2 separate regions of the Mus musculus genome follow, and region 2 is linked to region 1. The links are chromatin contacts, called in public promoter capture Hi-C maps. All regions are on one chromosome and are shown on one strand. The core of a region is the stretch at or near the end of the contact, and the rest is flanking DNA. Distances in the headings are between cores, read along the strand shown.

Region 1 (3,472 bases), core at 571-3,070:
CCTAGTGTTTGTATGCTGGGCTGGAAAGCCTGCTATCTTACATTTGTGATGGATACACTGTACCTATCAGGTTCTAAAAGACGATGTAGGCCATCAAAACCAAAGTTAGCCCAAAGCAACAATACCAGGAAATGCAAACCACTGGAGCTGAGTCTTTGGGGGTTCGAATCCTGACTGTACCACTTATTTCTTGGGAGACTCGGACAATTTCCTCGTATGATCTAAGCTGAAGTTTGCACCCCGATAAAAGAACACGGCTTCTCTAGGTCAGGTATGGTGGTGCACACCTTTAATCCTAGCACTCAGGAGGCAAAAGCAAGCAGATCTCTTGTCAATTCAAAGACAGCCTGATTTCTATAGTGAGTTCCAGGCCAGCCAGAGCTAGATAGCAAGTCCCCCAACTCTAAACAAAAACGACAGAGTACAGCTTCAGCTTTTTCAGCGGAGGACGGAGACTAAGAAAAACAAGCAACACAGGTTGGGGATACGGCTCGGTTGGTGGAGTGTTTCCTTATCCTGCAGGAAGCCCTGGGTTTCATCGCCACTACTGTGTAATCCTGGCACTGGAGAGGTGGAGGCAGGAGGATCAGAAGTTTGTGGCAATCCTCAGGTACACAGTAAGTTCAAGGCTACACAGTAAGTTAGTACACGAGACCCTGACTCAAATGAATAAAACATATCAGCCCATAAACATCACATTTTTCTCACCTGTTCCTGCGTTTTATTATTATTTGTTAGTGTGTGGTCCTGGGATGGAACCCCAGGCCTGGGGTGGGCTACTCAAATGTTCTACCATTGAGACTTGTGCTGTCCTCGTAATTATTCCAGCAGAATAAGGCAGAGCCTGACCTCCAGACTGCCTCCAAGTCCTGCCTGTAATTCTGTCCCTAGATAATGGATCGCTCAAGCCCATTCCTTTGCTCCAATCTCCCTCCTGCTGCTAGCCAGCAGTTTAGGAATGGGAAACCGGCCAGAGCAAGTCACAGCCCAGCCCATATGAAATCACACAACTGCTCCAAAGCACCTCTATCTTCCGGCCCTTTCCTCTCAGACACCAAAGGGTGCTAAATGGCTTAACACCTGGGAGTCTTAGGGTTTCACGGAGCTGGCACCAAAGGCCCAAGATGGCCGGTTTACTTCCAGGTCCACACGGTTCTGGCCGAAGCTAAGTGGCCAGCACCTCTGTTGCAAATGAGGAGGGCTGAGAGAGAAAAAGAACTTAGGAAATGAAGACATCCTACGCAGCCCCGCTGCCCGGAGCTCAAAGTAGCCTCTGGGGTTTTTGATTTTAGGAAACCTCTTAAGTTCCTGCTTCTTAATTATGAAATAAGGACGCTGCATGTGGAAATTAGGGAGAAGCAATTGTTTGGGGACAGCGGATTTCTCCTAACTTGAGCCAGCACTCAGACAGACCCCCCCCCCCGAACTGCACTGACCTCTCAGAAGGATAGATGTCCCTGTCCTGCTGTGGGGGACACCAGGAGCGCAGGCCCGGGCGGTCCGGTGCCCGTGCCAGCCTGGGTCTGTCCGGGAGGGGCGGCCCTGTCCGTCTCTGTCCCCAGGTGTCCCTCTCCGTGTCCGCCGCCTCCTCCCCGGGGCTCTGGACCTTCCCTTCTGCTCCGACTCCGTTCCCCAGGTTCCTGGACCCCCGCCCGCCCCGGCCGCGCGGCCACCTTCAAGTTCACGGCAGGCAGCTCCATCCCGACCCGGCGGAGGGCACCTGAGCGACGGCCGCGGGGACTCCTGGGCTCCGAACTCGGGAACAAACTTCCTGGCCCCGCCCGTCGCGTTGCGCCAGTTCCAACGGCGGGAGGCCAACTCGCGCGGCCACGTGACTGCAGCCGGTTGCTAGGAGACGGCGTCAGGCAGCTGCTCTTGCTGCTAGGCTCAGGCTCCTGCTACTACTACTGCCTAGGCCTCTACCAGCTCCTGTGCTTCAAGCCAGGAGGTCGGGATTTCTGCAGCCTAGGGGCTCAACGGGCTGCCTAAGTGGGATCGAGGTGAGGTGGTGGGACGACCTACAGCCAGAGGAGCCTGGGGCAAGCGGGCAGAAACTGCGGGTGTGGTAACAGTTGGTGTCTGCCCAGAACATCCTCTCTCCTCTCTTACTTCCCTTGCACAAGAATTAGAACAGTGCCTACCTCATCATCTTTGTGAGGATCAGTGAATGAATTCATGTCCATAAAGATAAAAAGTGAGGGTTGGAGAGGATTCCGTGATTAAGAGCACATGTTACTACTTTTTCTAGGCTTGGGTTCCCAGAACCCACATGCCGGCTCACAATCATGTACTTGTGATACAACCACCCTCTTTTGTCCTCCGCAGGCTCCAGACACAAGTGCATATACACACACAGGCAGGTGAGACATTCGTATACACAAGACAAAAATAAATAAATCTGAAAAAAAAATCGAAGCTCTGTTCTTACTGTATTAAATTTTCCTTCCAAGCTTATTGGATTTCAAGAGAATTTCATAGAATACATTAAAAAGAAAGGAAGGAAGGGGAAGTCGAGGCAAAGATATAATGATATCAAAGCCTGCCTGGCTTATAAAGTAAGACCGTGTTTATGTCTTATTGATCTACTTAGTGGGGTGGGTGGATGCATGCCACAACATGAGTGGGGAGGCGAGAGTGTGGATGGTTCTCCTTCCATCCTGGGTTCTGAAGCCAGGGTAAGGAAAGGGAGACAGGACCTGAAGTCAAGAAAGGGGCTTTCCAGCTGATGGCTGAATAGCCCCCACCACAAGGGAAGGAGAGGCTGGAGGACTCTAGAGCCCAGCAGTTTAAAGCCAACCTGGGCAACAGTGAGACTTTGTCCAAAAATGAGGGGGTCAGGGCTCAGTGTTATAGCATCTGTTTACCAGCATCTGTTTACAGTACCAGCATAGCCTAGGTAAAGTTCCAAATGATCAGAGCTGTGCCGGGTGTCAGTGGCTGATGCACACAAGCTCTAGTACCACCAATATATGAGGAGCCAGCCACTTGGAGTCCACTTGCCCAACATAGCAAAAGTTGGAAGACATTCAGTCAGGACAATTAACAGGAAGTCTCCCCTGCTGAGCCTTCAGACATGCTGAGAGCTCTCAGGAGGCGGGAGCTGCCCAGCCTGGGCTGGTGGGTGTGACTCCAGAAGAATAGAAGCCATATGGGAACCCATGAGACCCCCTGAGTGGACACAAGATGACATCTAGGTCACAGATCCCCAGATAGGACTTTTCTTCTGGGAAGATGAGAGAAGTTGGGGCGGGGCAGACCTAATTTAATAGCCCATTTGAAGGCACAACCCTCAGTCCCCAAGGAAGGCGAACTACAAGTCTGCCATTGTAATGGACAGCTATTCTGATTTTGTTTCTAGGCAGAGTATTTCTGTGATGTCCAGGCTGGCCTTGAACTTGAGAGTTTCCTGTTCTATCCTCCCAAGGGCTGGGATAGCAGGCATGTGCCTTTACCTGGGTCTAATTATGGTTTA
Region 2 (3,571 bases), core at 410-2,909, 150 kb before region 1:
CTTGCCATTAGATTTTTATTTTAACTTTAAGGTTCTGGGAAATCACTAGTGCTAGAGGAATATTCTGTTCTGAGCTAATAGTCTGCTAAAAAAAAAAGTGTGGTTGTTTTAGTTTGTTTTGAAATATGGTCTCACTGTGTAGACAGGCTAGCCTTGAACTTAGTAAAATCTACCTGCCCCTGCCTCTTGAAGAGTCAGATTAAAGATATGTGTACAACAACTGGCTAAAATGTGCTACTGAGCTCTGGGGTGTTTGTTTGCTTGCTTGCTTGCTTTAGTTTTTCTTTTTCTTTCTTTTTTTTTACACTGTAGCTGTCTTCAGACATTCCAGGAAACGGCATCAGATTTCATTACGGATCCCACCATGTGGTTGCTGGGATTTGAACTCAGGACCTTTGGAAGAGCAGTCGGTGCTCTTAACCGCTGAGCCATCTCACCAGCCCACTTTAGTTTTTCAAGACAGGGTTTCTCTGTGTAGTCCTGGCTGTCCTGGAACTCTGTAGACCAGGCTGGTCTCCAACTCCGAGAATTACCTGCCCTGCCTCTTAAATGCTAAGACTAACAGCATGTGCCACCACTGCTGGGCTCTTAGCATTCATTTTTGTGTGAAAATAAAAATGGGTAAAAAGCTGGACAAATGCCTTTGATTCTAGGGACTGGGGATGCTGAGAAAGGATCTTTTGGGCCTAGGAATTGTTTGAAGTCCAGTCTGGACAACAAAGGAAAGATTCTGTCTCAAAGATAAATAAAAATAAAAATCAAATCAAAACAGGACGAGCATTCTTCCAATGCGACACTGGCTTGCCACCTCAGCATACAGTTTTCTGTCTGCCTACAACCCACTAGAAGCCACCTTAAGTGACCGTTCAATTGTCAACTGTGAATTTGCAACAGCCCGTCTGGCTCTGGATTGCCCAGAATCCAAAGTGAAAACAATCGCCCACTGTCTACCTAGAATTCAAAGTGGAAACAACCACCCCACTGTCTGCTCCAGTGCTCCCAATGAATTCCGCCCCCCTCGCCCTTCCCCCCATATGGATGCTCCGGGTCTTGTCAAAGTATGAGATCTTAATGTTTCGCGTTATTTAATGAGTTAAAACTCAAGATTGACATCAAGAAAACTACTTGCTGTGTTCAAGAAACAGGCTGGATTTATGTCCCACTCTGGTGTACTCGCAGCCAGGCAGGTTTGAAACGCTGCCAACAAAATATTTCCTAGGAAATAATTTTTCAGTGGCTACCCTTCCTCCTCCTCTTCCTTCCCTCCTCCCTCCACTTCATTCCTCCCTGTCTCCTTCCCTTCTTTCTTTCCTTCCATTTACCCCCATGTCTTTTCTTCATTCAGTTAAATATAGTTTACAGAAACAGTACGTTCTTATTTTTTAACTTTAGGGCTGTTGAAACCATCAGCAGCAAACGAGGCGCAGCACATGTTGGGTTTGGCTTGCTCTCTGACTTTCTTTTCTTGCTCTCTTTTTTCCAACAAGCCGTTTGGACTCCTGCCCACACTCTTCCCTTCCCCACCCCGCCCCTCAGTCCAGGCCCCGCCCCCAAGGAGACCCCGCCCCCTCTCCAAATCCCGCCCCTGGCCGCTTTTCCACCTTGTCGCAAAAGACTCAGCGACGCCTTACGGCCGGTGGCGTTTGACGTCTAGGAGGCAACCAAGAAGAAGGAGGAAGCGGTGAAGGTGTCTGCTGGGGTGGCTGCGGCGGGCGTTGAGGAGGGCGCGGCGACGCGGCCCGGGGAGTGAGCGGCGGCGGCCGGGCGGGCAGGTTGGGCGGCGGGCCCGATGTGGCTGCAGCAGCGCCTGAAGGGGCTGCCGGGGCTGCTGTCGAGCAGCTGGGCCCGCCGCCTCCTCTGCCTGCTCGGCCTCTTGGTGCTGCTCCTGTGGTTCGCGAGCTCCGGGGCGCGGCGGGCGGCGGGCGGCCTGCACCTGCCGTCCTGGGCCCGCAGCGAGCCGGGCGCCGCCGAGCCGTCTGCCTGTCTGGAGGCGGCCACCCGCGCGTGGCGCGGCCTGCGTGATCGCGGCGAGGCGGTGCCGCTTGGCCCCGGGGTGCCAGCCCTGGTGGCCAACGGCTTCCTGGCTCTGGACGCCTCCAACAACCGGCTGTGGGTGACGCCCGGAGAGCGGGAGCCTGCCGTGACGCCGGACTTCGTGCCCTTCGTGCAGCTACGCCCGCTGAATGTGGTGGCCGAGGCTGGAGAGGCGGTGCTGCTTCTGCGGGAGGGCCTGCTGCGCCGAGTGCGCTGCCTGCAGCTGGGGACCCCGGGCTCGGGCCCTGCCGCTGGTGTCCCCGGGCCCGCCTCGGCCTCCGGGCTCTCCGCGGGGTCGGGCCGGGACTGCGTGCTACTGCAGGAGGACTTCCTGGCGCACCGAGGCCGACCCCACGTCTATCTGCAGCGCATCCAGCTCAACAATCCCACGGAGCGCGTGGCCGCGTTGCAGACTGTGGGGCCCACCGCAGGCCCAGTCCCCAAATCCTTCACCAGCACCCTGGAGAAGGTCGGAGATCACCAGTTTCTCCTCTACTCGGGCCGGTCCACACCCCTTCCATCGGGGCTGGTGCACTTGGTCGTGGTGACCTCTAAGAAGTTAGTGAACAGGCTCCAGGTGGCTCCCAAGACACAGCTGGACGAGACGGTGCTGTGGGTGGTGCACATCTCTGGTCCCATCCACCCCCAGGTGCTCAAAAGCAAAGGAGCCAAGGAGCTCAAGGCGCTGCAGGACTTAGCACGGAAGGAGATGCTGGAGCTGTTGGAGATGCCCGCCTCGGAGCTGCTTCAGGATCACCAGTACCTCTGGGCCCAGCTCTTCAGTCCCGGTGAGGCCTCGTTGCGGGCTTGGTGCCCAGCCACCACTTGACGTCCGTGTGCATACTGTCCACTTTAGTGGTGTCCCCCCATGCTCGGTGGTGGTCACACAGAGGGTTGCAACTTGGCCTTGATGTTCAACGGTTGGCTCTTCTTAAACACTTTGAAGCTATATGATCTTGGCTCTGTGGTCTTAGCTTTTTGAGCCATAACAGTAAGTTTTATAAGGTTTTAGTGGAGGTTTGAGTGTACACGTTCAGTTTTATTGTCTGTTCTTGGCCTTGAGGCCTGACCTGAGCTGGTGGAGGGGTTTGGTTTGTGAGGGGGAGAGAGTCAGTTTGTAAAGAAGAAACCATCAGGGAGATGCAGAGGCACTCTGTTTTGGCCACCGGAACTTGTTTCTGTCTGACTTCAGCTTCTGACATTTGAGACTAAGATTCACCTTGCCACTGTAGTGGCAGTGCTAATTAATGCCAGAATGCTGGAGACTTCCTCCAGTGCGTGAATGTGCAGGCAAAGCGAAAACTTTCTTAAAAAAAACAACAGCAAAAAACAAAAACCTCTTATTTATTCTTTGGAAATGAAAACCTTTCCTGTCAACTGTTTAAGAAAAGAAATACAATCCACAGTCAGTACTGAGTTTTGGTTTTCAGGGTTACAGTTACCATCACTCCCCTATGGTTGTGCAGAGAGAGTTTTGTTCAGTCAAGAGGTATCTCCCTGGCGGGGCAGTGGTGCCTTACGCCTTTAATCTCAGCAC

What was found. Capture Hi-C pulls out chosen DNA fragments and counts their contacts.
Region 2: a contact with region 1 is called in a promoter capture Hi-C map of adipose tissue. The contact joins the promoter of 2510039O18Rik here to the promoter of Agtrap in region 1. A contact is called at or near these places in 18 of 39 promoter capture datasets (the C10 cell line, the HPC-7 cell line, HPC-7-derived erythroid cells and 13 more), 36 of 484 Hi-C or Micro-C datasets (the Ba/F3 cell line, the C2C12 cell line, CD4 T cells and 20 more), 17 of 115 datasets of contacts at active chromatin or transcription factors (the 230-238 cell line, the HPC-7 cell line, bone marrow-derived dendritic cells and 9 more) and 3 of 9 other capture datasets (adipose tissue, liver and pancreatic islet).

What each region holds. Positions count from the first base shown.
Region 1 is chr4:148,086,244-148,089,715 of GRCm38.p6, forward strand. Agtrap (angiotensin II, type I receptor-associated protein) reads right to left here and starts at 1,821. Exons shown (of 5, transcript NM_009642.5): 1 at 1,674-1,821. The coding sequence starts at 1,700.
Region 2 is chr4:147,939,236-147,942,806 of GRCm38.p6, forward strand. It overlaps 2510039O18Rik (RIKEN cDNA 2510039O18 gene), which reads left to right and starts at 1,660. Exons shown (of 3, transcript NM_029841.3): 1 at 1,660-2,822. The coding sequence starts at 1,790.